Regions from separate parts of the Zea mays genome. Here region 1 is linked to region 2. The links are chromatin contacts, called in public Hi-C maps. All regions are on one chromosome and are shown on one strand. The core of a region is the stretch at or near the end of the contact, and the rest is flanking DNA. Distances in the headings are between cores, read along the strand shown. Region 1 holds the start of LOC100273557 (3-alpha-L-fucosyltransferase). Region 2 holds the start of LOC100383711.

Region 1 (2,700 bases), core at 173-2,672, 320 kb after region 2:
AGTGGCACAGCAGTCGGAGCGACGCAGGCGGCACTGTTTTCTTGTCAGGTCGGTCAGTGGAGCGGCAAAGTGACTGCGGTCACTTCGGCTCTGTCGACTGAAGAGCGCGCGTCAGGATAAGGTGTCAGGCGATCCTTGCCTTAAATGCTCCTGCTATATGGTCGGTTGGCGTGGTGATCTGGCCAAGGTTGCTTCTCTGCGAAGACTGGGCCTCGGGCGAGCCGAAGGTGTGTCCGTTGCTTGAGGGAGCCCTCGGGCGAGACGTGAATCCTCCGGGGTCGGCTGCCTTTGCCCGAGGCTGGGCTCGGGCGAGGCGAGATCGTGTCCCTTGAGAGGACTGAGCCTTGACCTTAATCGCGCCCATCAGACCTTTGCAGCTTTGTGCTGATGGGGGTTACCAGCTGAGATTAGGAGTCTTGGGGGTACCCCTAATTATGGTCCCCGACAATTCTAGACACAAATACGTAAAAAGCGATGCGCTATCGACCAGTCTCGTTTAGATTATTAAACTAATGTCTCAATTACTTATCGAATACTCCATCCGTTTCAAATAGTATTTGTTTTAGCTTTCTTGATTTTTATATTTATATTCAACTATATGATGATGAATCCACTAAAGAAGCAAAATAAATTCTATTTTGATATAGAGAGAATATTATTTACTATACATATGATGATTGCATCGGTAGAGAGAAGCTTTTTAAAATTGAAATATTTTGTAAACTATTTATGGTCAACGATAACTCAAGAGAGGTTAAATGACTTAGCGATTCTATATATCGAAAAAAGTTGTTGGATAAGATTGATCTCAATAATATAAACGATGACTTTGTATCACAAAATGTTAGAAGATATTTTTAATGATATCAGATAACAACTAAGTGTTTTTGGATATATTTTACATTTGTTATCTTATAAACTTCAAAACAATGCATAATAATTTTTATACGTCAAATATTCGATAATATATGTATAATTATATATATTTGTATAATATATGTATAATTATATATATTTGTGTGTGGATGGGGCCTCTATATCGGATTTCTTACAGGGCCCCCGAAAAGTCAGGAACAACCTTGGATCTGGTAGTTGAGGGACGCCGTTTGTTTGTTTTTAGGGTTCCAAAACACTTGTTTTACATTTTTTCTTTCTTTCTTTTAGAAACACACGTTGGATTACAATTCCCGATGTCGGCCTGGTTTCGTTTCAAGCCCGAACTACTAGAAAACTGCTTTGAGCCCAACTGTCAAAGCCCACCGGCGGGCTCTCCAATCCAACAAAGGCAAAGCGGCAGCGGCCACTCCATTTCCCTGACACGTGGTGCCCATCCCACATGCCTGCTTCTCGCCGGCGCCCGTCTGTCTGTACGAGTACGACTCGTCCCTCGTCCGTGCCAATGGAGAATTGGAGCCGGCCGAACAGAACCAAATCCGTGCCCGTGCGAGGAAGATCTCAGCGGCTGCTGGCGCGGGGGGTCGTTGGCTCGTTCCAAACTCGCCTGACTCCGCCCACCGTCTCTTGGTCGCCCCACACGATCTCTCCACCACTCCCCACCCGGCGCCGGCGAGGCGCGAGGAGGGCCAGCAATGATGGTCTCCTCCCACTCGCAGTCGCAGGCGGGCCGCCGGCGGCGATGGAGGTGCTTGCTGCCGCTCCTCGTAGGCGCCGCCTTCCTCGCCGAGATCGCCTTCCTCGGCCGCCTCGACATGGCGAAGAACGCCGAGGTGGTCGAGAGCTGGACCACCTCCTTTTACCGCCGCTCCTCCCATTGGGGTGAATCCGTGGGCCGGGGCGCGGTCCCGAGGGCAGACGGCGACGGCGACGGCGAGGACGAAGAGATCCGGCGGTGCGAGCAGCGGCTCGAGAGGGAGGACGCCGTGCCCTACGACCGCGACTTTGACAGGGATCCCGTGCTTGTCGGTGGCGCTGCCAAGGTCTAGTGCATGCCTTTTTTCCCTCGTGCTCTTAGTTTGAGTTAGGAAAGTTAGTTTGTTAACGAATTGGTTCCACTGACCTGCTGCTGAGGTGGATCGAAGTTACTTCATAAGTTCTGGCGAAATCTCTGTTGCGTGAAACCTAGACCATCCGCCTGATTAAGTATTCATACTTGGTGAAGCATGACAGCAGCAGCTGGCAGCATTTTATGCTTGTATTTTTAAGCGTAAATCTTCATTCATTACGAATTTATGAAATAAGTCGTCCGAATAACAATATAACGTCATACAAGGACTTCTTCAGATTGTCTGTGGACGACTTGTATATGCATAGTCTGAGAGGGTGCCACTGGTTCCTATATGATTATGGAACCTTAAGTATTTGTGGCTTAGCTGAGCCAAAGAGAGAAATTTGAGCCTGATACAAATAAGATTACCCAAAAATGAAATGCTTCACTTTAGTTTCCCCTCTCTGCCCAGCCTTGACTCGGCCTAGCTGCTCAACCAGTTGGATTTTATGTCGAGGCATGTTTATATGTGCCTAAAGCCCTGAACCTTTGTACTAGATTAGTACTCTGTTCCTTGAATGAAAATAGGAAGTATCTCTGCCAGTGGCGGAGGCATCGCCCGGCCAGCCTGGGCTCGTGCCCGGGCTTCGCCTTCGACGACATGCAAGTGACCAGCTCGTATTCATCAGCCACAGACGTGGTCACACCATGGCCTCCCCATGGCAGCTAGCCAGCTAACCATCATGGCCTCACCC
Region 2 (2,700 bases), core at 37-2,536:
AATTTCGCTGCTATACAGCAGATTACTGTTTGATTTTCATGGAGACTGTTTGATTTTCGGTGCTATACAGCATGGAGGGAACATTTCTAGGGGTAGAGATGGCAATGGGTACCCGAAACCAGAATACCCGACGGGTTTAACCCGATATGAAGGCGGGTACAGGATGATTTCTCTACCCGCGGGTATGCTAATGGGTAAAAACCTCTACCCGTTGGGTAGACAGGTACGAATACGGGTTGGAACTACCCATACCCGTCTACCCATGGGTAAAATATACCTGCATCAATACAACTATAACCATCTAATAGAACCCATCTTAGTTAAAATAAAACCCTTCTCTAGCTATCATTTATCTAGATACCAAGTTATGTAATTATATGATTTATTATATGTGAAGTTGAAGTTGTTTTTATATGTTTATATAATATTTTGAGTGATTTGTATATTGGAATTTAAGACTTTCCTAGCGGGTACGGGTATGAGTAAGATTTTATACCCGCGAGTATATATGGGTAATGGGTACGAGTATGGAATGGTACTACCCGACGGGCATGTACCCGTTGCCATCCCTACTTAGGGAGAACCTAAACTCGGGAAGAGAAACCTAAGTCAGTTTGACAACTTCATTTTTTCAAGTGTTTTCCATTTTGCATAAAATAATAAAATCAAATTAACTTAATTAATATATATACTTAAATTATTATTAGAATGTAATTCAATTCAATAATCCAAGCGGAACATAAGAAAAAATAAACTATTTTTTTTTGGAAAATAAAAATCTTTTTAAAAAATAGGGTTACCGAACTATCCCTAAATAATTAAATATCTTAGATCTAGTTAGAAACTTAAATCCCTCGAAATTTTCTAGAGATTGAGAAAAAATAAGCTAATTTCTCGCTCAATATTCAAGAATCACGGAGATTAATATTCAAGAATCACGGAGATTTTAAGTTTTTAAATTAGCCCTAGAGTAGAAAAAAACCAGAGATTTTAAGAGGATTTGAGGTTGTAAACTAGTCCAAGATGGATGGAATAATACGGTGCTACGGCCTCAGCGCGGGGAGCAGGGGTGCGGCGCTGCGGTGGCGCGAGACGGGCTCGGCACGGCGGCGGTGTGACGGCCTCACGCGGAGTCGCGGCTGCGACGACGGCGTGCATGGACTCGGGTCAGCACGGGTCCGGTGGAGGGCCGTGCGCCCGTGCCTAGGCCGTGCTGCCCGTTTCCCATGTATCCCTTCCCCATATCCATACCTGTGTTCCATATGCCATATCCAAACGCCTACTCGCTTCTCCCGTCGTCTTCCCCGCTCCTACGACCTGCGTTTGTCGATGCTCTCTCCATGGCACCCTCTCCTCTCCCCCGTTGCACCTCCTGCCATGGAGCTACGGTCACCGCTGAACTCACATAACTGCTCCCTTACCTCCTCCATTAGACCACCGCCACCGCGCTCCTTGGCGCGGGCGCCCCCCACGCTTTCCGCCACCGCAGCAGCCGTCTCGTCGCTGTCCGCCACCTCAGCGGCCATCTCGTCGCCTTCCTGTCCAAAGAAGAAGGTCAGGTCTCCATTCGCCACCCCTGTCGCCGAAAGCACCTCGATGTTAACTTTTCGTCGCGCCTTCTATTGCGAAGGTTCTCGTGCCCATCGCCATGGGTACGGAGGAGATGGAGGCGGTCATCATCGCCGGTGTCCTTCGGCGGGCTTCCGCTGATGTGACGCTTGCCTCTGTGGAGGACGGCCTCGAGGTGGAGGCGTCCTGCGGCTCCCGCATCATCGCGGACACGCACATTGCCTCCTGCGCTGACCAAGTGTTCGATCTTGTGGCTCTCCCAGTAACTCACTTCCTCTTCTTTTACAAGTAGCATAAATGGTTCCTGTGGAGTTTAGTGCATTTAGGATAGGAATTAGCAAGGGAAATGATTCAGAAGCGCGTCAACCGTTCTAATATGTATTTTGACAACAACAAAAATTTGACAATCTTTCGTAAAAAAACTAGCAATTTGACAACACTTCTGCTGATGGTGAGTGACCAATCTCTCACGGTCTCACCTTTTTGTTCTGTGGTGTTACATGGCAGTGCACAAAATACAGTATCTGACCCATGCATTGCTCTGTGCAGGGAGGAATGCCTGGTTCAGTGCGATTGAGAGACAGTGACATCCTTCAGAGGATCACAGTTAGACAGGCTGAGGAGAAAAGATTGTATGGTGCTATATGTGCTGCACCGGCGGTTGTTCTAGTGCCGTGGGGTCTCCACAGGAGAAAAAAGGTGGTCATTTTGCTATATGGATAAATTTACTGTACTAATATTTGGGTTTTGTAGTGACATTTTTTTTACTTCTTTCTTTACAAGATCACCTGTCACCCATCTTTTATAGGAGATCTCCCTGCATTCCGGGCAGTTGAATCAAATGTTCAGGTTTCAGGAGAGCTTACTACAAGTCGTGGGCCAGGGACAACATTTCAGTTCGCTTTATCATTTGTTGAGCAATTGTTTGGGCTTCGTGCAGCTGAAGATATGGACAAGATTTTGGTTTGTCAAAAGAAACTTTAATACTTTTGTATTTCACATAATAGATTTAAGCGAATGAGTCTATAGCCTTATGGTCATAAGAGTCTTAATAGCACCTCAGGTCGTGCGTTCGACTTTCTATAGGATCGAATTTAAGTAGGCTAGGTTAAAAACACCACTCATTGGTCG

Evidence for each region. Hi-C and Micro-C count contacts between places; a contact is called where the count stands out from the background.
Region 1: a Hi-C map of tassel shows a contact between it and region 2, with 1.9 times the contacts expected there. The contact joins the promoter of LOC100273557 here to the promoter of LOC100383711 in region 2. A contact is called at or near these places in 2 of 25 Hi-C or Micro-C datasets (ear and tassel).

The regions. Positions count from the first base shown.
Region 1 is chr1:203,963,435-203,966,134 of Zm-B73-REFERENCE-NAM-5.0, forward strand. LOC100273557 (3-alpha-L-fucosyltransferase) reads left to right here and starts at 1,423. Exons shown (of 7, transcript NM_001147975.2): 1 at 1,423-1,937. The coding sequence starts at 1,590.
Region 2 is chr1:203,645,387-203,648,086 of Zm-B73-REFERENCE-NAM-5.0, forward strand. It overlaps LOC100383711, which reads left to right and starts at 1,287. Exons shown (of 9, transcript NM_001176348.1): 1 at 1,287-1,554; 2 at 1,631-1,831; 3 at 2,119-2,268; 4 at 2,353-2,532. The coding sequence starts at 1,330.